2 separate regions of the Rattus norvegicus genome follow, and region 1 is linked to region 2. A link is a contact called in public Hi-C data. All regions are on one chromosome and are shown on one strand. The core of a region is the stretch at or near the end of the contact, and the rest is flanking DNA. Distances in the headings are between cores, read along the strand shown.

Region 1 (4,079 bases), core at 981-3,480, 63 kb before region 2:
GGACCGAACCCAGGGCCTTGTGCTTCCTAGGCAAGCGCTCTACCACTGAGCTAAATCCCCAGCCCCCTGTCTCCACCTCTTAAGTGATATAGGATTACAGCTGTGAGATTCCATGCTGAGCACTGCTTGCTTGCTTATCTATCTATCTATCTATCTATCTATCTATCTATCTATCTATCTATCAATCATATCATCCTTTGAGGCACAGTGTCTTTGTGTGTTTGTATGTATGGAGGTCAGAGGTCAACCAATGCTTTTCTCGGTCACTTTCTCCCTTGTGTTTTGAGACCAGATCTCTTACTGAACCTGCTGCTCTCCGGTTAAGCTAGGCTGGCCATCAAGCCTCAGGCCTTCTGCCTTCTCAATACCAGTATTACAAGCACTACTGTTCCTGTCCCCGTCCATCCATCCATCCATCCATCCATCCATCCATCCATCCATCCGTCCATCCAAGACAAAGTTCCAAATATGTAGCCCTGGCTGGCATGGAACTCACAGTTCTGCCTTTCCAGTGCTGGAGCTAAAAGCATGTACCACCACATGTGGCTAGATTTATTTATTTACTTAAAAACGTCGGTCCTTTGGATTAAATTCAGTTTTTCATGCTTGCATTTTACCAACTAAGACATGTTTATAGTGTCCTTAAAAAAAAAAAGTCCTGGGGCTGGGGATTTAGCTCAGCGGAAGAGCGCTTGCCTAGCGAGCCCAAGGCCCTGGGTTCGGTCCCCAGCTCCGAAAAAAAAAAAAAAAAGAAAAAAGAAAAAAAAAAAAAAAGTCCGTCCATGAGTGTGAGTATGTGAGTATGTGTATGAAAGTATGGGAAAGTGAGTGAGTGTGTGTGTGTGTGTGTGTGTGTGTGAGAGAGAGAGAGAGAGAGAGAGAGAGAGAGAGACAGAGAGAGAGAGAGAGTGTGTGTGTGTATGTATGTATGTATGTATGTATGTATATAAAGATGCCATGTGCACATGTGAAGGTCAGAGGACAACTTTGTGGGATTGGTTCTCTCCATTTACCTTTACGTGGGTTCTGGAGATCAAACCCAGTTTTTCAGACATTCACAGCAAGCATCGTTACTCCCTGAGCCACTTTGTCAGCCCCACAGGGTCTTTTTTTGAAGACAGTATCATGCTGTGTAACCACATCATGAATCTCAAAGTCCAGATCTTCCTCCAGTGAGCTCCTGCCTCAGCTGCTCCGGGGAGGGCTGCTCACCTTCTCTCCTGGAAGCTCTTTGCACTTGCCTTTGAAGGACCCGTGCTTCTTTGTCCTCTGGATTTTGTTTTGCACAATTTTGCTGACTGTTTCCTTTTGGTGTGGCTTAACATATTTTTCAACTTCTTGTCCATCTTATAAATTAGTCATTAGATTCAGCTGTATTCTTGCGTTTAAAGTGTTTTAGTAGAAGCAGAGGAAAGACGGGTTCAAGGCTGAGAACATAATGTGCAGGTATCTAGGAAGTGTAATGCATACACCAGATAATGTATGCACTAGATAGATTATGCACACACTAGATAATAGTTTATTACCAGGCCAGAAAAATGAAGATGCCCATTGGTGGAGAATTTGTAAACACCATGTGGTATGACTTCACATAGAAATCCTCATCGATGTGAAGAGGGGGAGGAGGAGGAGGAAGAAGAGGAGGAAGAAGAAGGGGGAGGAGGATAGAGATTTCTTCACAAGTCGAGTTAGTTGAAATATCAGTGCTCTGCTAGGCAGGCCGGAGCTGAGGATGGCGAGGCTCACTTGGTTAGGTGTCTGTCTAGAATGCATGAGACCCCGAGTTCCATCTCTACCCTACATAAGCTGGACCTGGCACTGCACACCTATAGTCCCACTACTCAGGAGGTGGAGGCAGGAGAATCAGAAGTTCAAGTAAATCCGTGGGCATGTAGAGAGTTAGAAGACAATCTAGGTTACATGAGACTCTGTCTCAAAAAGAAAAAAAAAAACAAAAAAATTATGCAGGGTATAGAATTATATGTAAAATATATGCTTCAGTGCAACTCAACATACATCCAACACAGCCATTGTAGATTTACATTTGCCTGTAGAAGTAAAAAAAATGCCAGAAGGAAAGTTACCCGGAGGAAAAGACCCATGTGGGTGTCTCTTACGGAGGGAGTGGTCAGATGGTTTCCTCTAGAACTCAGTAGCAGGAACCCTCCACTACTGTCCTCCAGAAGCTAAGGGATTCTGGATTCTAGACTGCATGTTTGCCCTCCATGGGAAAGCAGAGATCATTTTTGTTCTCAAGTGCTGTCTTTTGTCCAAGTATGCATGAGAGTCCTTGGTGCTTTTTTCCATCAGTAACTCTCAGAAATCCTAGCGTTAGGAAAATGCTGGAATCCCAGTTCAAGGGGGTAGGAAAGTCAGGGCCAAAGGAGTCACTGAACCTGACAGAACAGTTTGGCCAAGAGAAATCACTGCTGCTCCTTACGTGTGTGCATCTTGGCAGTTCCTTATTTTTCTGGAAGGTTGAAGGTCACAGGTCTCTCCTTGGTTGTTGGCTGCGCTCTGTCCAGAAGTGATTTGTTCTTGGAATGAGCTGAAACAGTGACTGGAAAAAGAATGCTTGTGGTTTCATTCAGAGGCTATTAATATCTTTCCTCTTCATGACATCACAGGGTGGCGAATTGTGGGAGAATGTTAGTGCTCCAATGTCAGAAGTGGTGTTAACACCCCTCAGTCAGTGGTCCTGACCACTCCTGCTGCTGTGTGCCTAGGTTCCAAATGCCTAATGAGAGCTGAGCTGTTAGCATTCTTGAAATTTGGGCCTAAAGCTGGGCATGGTGATACACATTTTAATCCCAGCAGTTGGGAGGCAGAGGCAGATAACTCTTTGTGAGTTATGGCCTATCTGGTCTATGTAGCAAGTTTCAGGCTAGGGCTACACAGTGAGAGTGTTTCAAAGGGAGACAATGCCTAAAGGATTCTGAAATGAAGACATTGAAAAAAGGAATGAAGATGGTGCTGTGGTCCGTGGGTAGAGCACTTACCTAGCTTGTCTGAGGCTCTGGTTCCATCAATAGTATTGCATAAGCCAAGGGTGGGGTACACACCTGTAACCCCAGCACTCAGAGTGGGGTACAGGAAGATCAGAAGTTCAAGGTAAGCCTGGGGTAAATGAAACACACTCTTTAAACACAAAAGGAAAAAGAAATAAGATTGAGAAGCCCTCGATACCAGCCCAGGTCATTTTGTCATTACTATAGAACTTAGTTTTACTTTCATCTCTAACGTTTCCAGATAAAACGTTGCTCCATGGACTGCACACTGGTCAGGGTTGTGGGCGGTGCAGTCCTATTTTGAGCTATGGCTTGCATTGAGGCTTAGCTCGCTCTCTCCCCTCTGCCTCTCCTTTTCTTCTACTTTGGTGTTGTAAATAGTGGTATGCAGGGTAGGGTAGCTGTCTTAGTTAGGGTTTTATTATTGTGAAGAGAAAGCATGACCACAGCAACTCTTATAAAGGAAAACATTTAATTAGGACTGGCTTACAGTTGGGAGGTTTAGTCTGCCAGCCTCATGGCGGGAAGCATGGCAGGATATAGGAAGACATGGTGTAGGAGGAGGAGCTGAGAGTTCTATATCTGGATCCCCAGGCTGCAAGGAGAGACCGTACACTACACTGGGTGTACCTTGAACATATGTAACTTCAAAGTCCATAGTGACACACTCCGAGGCCACACCTCCTGATGGTACCACTCCCTATGGCCAAGCGTGTAAGCACAAGAATCTGTGGGGGCATACCTATCCAAGCCACCACAGTAGCCTACCTTTCTTTGCCGTATGTCTCTAGGGTGCTTTCCCAGTGCTGGCACTGACTGCTTCTGTGCCCAAGCAGTTGTACTAGTATGAAATGCTGTGAGGGAGGTGAGGCCCCGTGTCAGTAACGGCAAGCCATTCAAAACACTCTGGATAGCAGCTCGGTTTGTCCCTTTTCACTCAGCAAAGGGCTGTATAGCGTTGGTGCCTGTTGCAGTGGTGTCAGCTTAGGGAAACAGGCTTTGCTGAGGTGCTGGCGGTCCACCGGCCAGTCTTTCTTGATGGAACGTGGCAGAAGTTGTTTAAGCTGAGTC
Region 2 (3,933 bases), core at 49-2,548:
TGCAGAAGCCTCTCGGGTTAAATGGTTCTGTCACTGCTGAGTGGTTAGGCTGTTTGCTTTTGTTGTGGTTTTGTTGTTGCAGGGTCTCTGGATGTAGCTCAGCTGGCCTTAGATACATGATCCTGCCTCGGCCCCTGGACTGCCATCTGTGTAAGGCTGTTTCCTACTCACAACTATTTGTCAGCATCATCTCTAGCAGTGGTGTTCATGTTCACAGATTCTGGCTGTGTTGAGCCTGGGCTCGAAGTCTGAACCCTCTTGTTTTAATCACAGTTCTGTGAGGTAACTAGTGCTGTTTTCCTTCACCACTCCAGTTCTGCTTACATGTCTCAGACTCCTTGTTTGTGTTTGTTTGTTTGTTTTGAGACAGGGTGTCGTGTAGCCCAGGCTGGCCCAGGCTGAGATTCTGGTGGTATCTATGCCTGCCCTGTTTTGAACTTTCTTTTTCCTGGCTTGGGGAATTGACACATGGGGCTGTGGAGTGTGGCGAGTCTAACTCTGCATGTGGACTGACAGGGGCAGTCGCAGTTCAAGCCCAGAGGCAGTTTGCTGGCAGAACTTTCTCCTGAGAGGTTGGTGTTTTTGTTTTGTAGCTTTTGTTCCTTGGCTGAGGCCCATCTAGTCCAGCAGGACAATCTTTTAACTAAAACTCTACTGATGCAAATGTTAATATTTTTTTAAATACCCTCACAACAACTTCTAGCATAGTGTTTGACCCGATATCTGAGAAAGTCTCCCAACCAAGTTGGCACAATCACTGAAACTGCCTTTAGTTCTAAGTGCCCTTGGAATGCACTGCATTCTGTGGCTCTGTAGATGGTGAGTTGTGTGAGTCAATGCCTCAGACCCAGGCATCTCTCTTCTTACCCCTGGTGCCAGAGGTGTGCAGCCTGGAGGGGGAGGCCACCTTGTAAGACAGGGTGGTTACTGGCATTGTGATGTGTAAAAGGCACAAAGCAGAGTTGGGTGACCTTGGGAGCCTGGGCCTCCTTGGACCATGGACAACCTCTCACCGGTGTACAGGGACACCTTGCTTGAAGAGTCTGCAGATCAACCTGAGGAGGAGCCGGGCAGTGCTGAGTGGCTTATTGAGTAATGCTTGGCTTTTGGGTTCAGCTCAGTGTCATAGGAGAGGTCTAGCGCTCTCACACAGCCGTCATGTTGGGAAATGTGGCCAGGTTAGGGGGCTTAGTTAGGTTTGCCCCTGGAATGCTTCTGGAAAAATTTGATGTTGCTTGTTTTTAGGGTGGCCTGGTGGCTCAAATTTGGGCTTTCTCTTTTTGTTGGTAATTTAACCATTTCTTTGGTGCTGGATCCCTCTTTATTCAGTATCTATCACAAGCATCGGCTTTGTTCTTTGTTTTTTGTTTTTTTTTCCTCAAGATAGGCAATAGCTTTATTATGGAAAGGAATGTTTCAATCCTCTTGTTTGCGCCCTGGCATCAGTAAAGAAGTGAGTTTGGAGAGTGTTGGGGTCACTCAGAGTCACAAGCATGAGCCATGTCCATCTCCTAGTGACTAAGCTCCTCTTTCCTGCTAGGAGTCTGCAGCAAGAGTGCCCTGAGCTGTAGCTGAGGCTGGTCCAGCCATTTTGTGCACGGGCCAAGCTGGCTCCACAGGCCCCAGTTCCAAGCCTGAGCAGACACTTGCCCAGGCAGGCATGAAGGCTGTGCACCTGGGTGGAGAATCTGCCCTGAGTACATTGTCTCAACTCAGAAAGAGCTGAGCAGCAAGACTCCAAAGTCCTGTTCAGAGAAGCAGAGCACCTGCTCTGACCCGAATGTGCACCAGGCGTGAACCTGCAGAGGAGTGTGTCCTGTGTGCTCAGATCATGGGATCCTAATGCTGTTTTGTGTCATCAGTTTTTTTTTTTTTTTTTTTTTTTGGGTGGGGAGAGGCTCTTGGGCAATTTTTGTCTTTTTTTGCAGTCTTAGGGATTGAACTGAGTTTTCTGTTGCCCTGGCTTTCCTGGAACAGGACAGGTTGTTAGTAGACCAGGCCAGCCTTTAATTCCCAGAGATCTTCCTGCTTCTGCCTTTGAGTGCTGGAAATAAAGGTGTGCACCAGTATGCCCGCTGTGAACATCTTGTCTGATGTATGGAGATGAACTTGTACAGTAAATTGAATGTAGAAAAGTTTACGTGCACTTTCACTGCAACCATGCAAACGAGGAGCCGTGGCCGGCACCATAGATCTGGTCTTGCTGCTTGTTGGGGTGGTCTAGTGGTGATGCCCAGTTTTCCTTTACTCCGTATTTCCCATGGATGCTGGCCGCCTAGGAAGCCCCTCACCCACTGTGCTTGGACTTTATTCTTAACATTGTCTAGATTTTGAAACAGGTATTTTGTTTTAATGATAAATGATATTTTCTGTTATTTTAAAGCCAATTTTAAGTCTTGTTTACGTGTGTGTGTGTGTATGTGTGTGTGTGTGTGTGTGTACATTTGTGTGAAGATATTTATACAGTTCTCTTCTTTCATCACACGGGTCCTAGGGGGTCAAACTCGGGTCGTCAGGCTTGACAGCAAGCACCTTTATCTGCTGAGCCATTTTGTTTGCTCTTAAAGCCAATCCAGGCATCAATGGAGACCGTGGCCCTTGAGGGCCTCACCCTTCATGGCTCTGGCTTTGCTCCGACTCACATAGGCTGCTAGGGAATGGCAAGAATTGTCTTTGAAACAAGAGCAGAAGCTCACATGCCTAGAGAGGGAGCAGGACTTTTGCAGCTAGGGTTTGCTGATCCCTCCGGGCGAGAATAAGGCCAAGTTTGAAGCAAGCTTTATTCAGTACTAGCCAGGACAGTGGATAGTGGTCAGCTCCACTCCTGGGATTCCCAGAGAAGGGCTGTGAATTATGAAAGCAAAACCCACAAGGCTGTGTACTTCTCGCTTTCATCAAACTGTGGGCAAGCATATATCCTGATGTACTTCCTGCCTACGTACCTTCTCCTATGGGATCTATATGTGTGTGTATATAACTACTAGACAGGATCAAGCATGTCCCGTGTAGCCAAGGCAGCCAACCTTGTTTACGGAAGTGAAAAGTCACGGCTTGTCTTCTCACATGAGCAACGCCCCTGAACCCCGGGACTTGGCTGTCCTTGGGGGAGTGCAACTTCAGGTTTTGTTTACAGATCTCTTAAGCACAGTGATTTAAACTTAAAATCTAAGTTTAGCTCTCACAGACTGGCCAGTACTGTTTCCTTCTCTGAGAACATGCCCTGTCTGCCTGCCTGCCAATATATATACATATGTATATGTATATGTATATGTATATGTATATGTATATGTATATGTATATGTATATGTATATGTATATGTATATACATACATACATATTACACTGATAACATGACTACTCCCTGGTATAGTTAAGAGAAAGCTTATCATTGTAGATATGAGGGAGAGAATAGTCAGAGGCATCTGGAAGAGTTCAGAACAGAGAGAGAAAGAGGTAGACTAGACATGGCTAGCTTCCTGTGAGAGAGGAGAGAACAGCAAGGGATGGAGAATAGAGAAGTCAGAGAAGCAGGAGCAGGAGAGAGAATAGCCAGGTCATAACAAGGATGAGGAGCCTAGGGGAGGAGGCAACCAGGTTGTTAGGACGGACTTGAGTACTGACAGGCACTACAGGTGTGTTAATTGGAGGACCATAGGTCCCTTTAGCTGAGGTAAGGAAGTGGCCTCTTTTGGTAGAACAGGCTTTACAAGTGCCTGAGGAATGCTGGGTAACTTCCAGAAAACCCCCATAGCCAGGCTGAGCTAGGCCTGCGCTCAATTTTGGACATGTCAGTTGGGAGCAACGTGGCAACCACCTGCTGCATCAGAGTCGGAAGAGGGTGGTTCTGATAGCCCGGAGACACAGCTATGCTTATCTGAAACTTGCGATGGGGTCAGTGGCCAGGACCAAGGCAGGAGCTGTCCCTATTTTACC

Evidence for each region. A called contact is a pair of places that touch in the nucleus more often than the background predicts.
Region 1: a contact with region 2 is called in a Hi-C map of kidney, with 4 times the contacts expected there. The contact joins two enhancer-like sites. A contact is called at or near these places in 5 of 12 Hi-C or Micro-C datasets (the Rat2 cell line, Schwann cells, frontal cortex and 2 more) and 1 of 1 datasets of contacts at active chromatin or transcription factors (oligodendrocytes).

What each region holds. Positions count from the first base shown.
Region 1 is chr10:4,796,387-4,800,465 of GRCr8, reverse strand. All of the region lies in intron 1 of Snx29 (sorting nexin 29), which reads left to right. Among named protein-coding and RNA genes, the nearest start is that of Snx29, 7.2 kb to the left of the region's middle. Within about 2 kb of position 2,230, at least 17 of the 93 cell types and tissues checked have an H3K27ac peak or open chromatin away from gene starts, as enhancers often do. A contact at or near this core is called in kidney, where this site is marked.
Region 2 is chr10:4,733,051-4,736,983 of GRCr8, reverse strand. The region is part of intron 8 of Snx29 (sorting nexin 29); the gene reads left to right. Among named protein-coding and RNA genes, the nearest start is that of Snx29, 71 kb to the left of the region's middle. Within about 2 kb of position 1,298, at least 9 of the 93 cell types and tissues checked have an H3K27ac peak or open chromatin away from gene starts, as enhancers often do. A contact at or near this core is called in kidney, where this site is marked.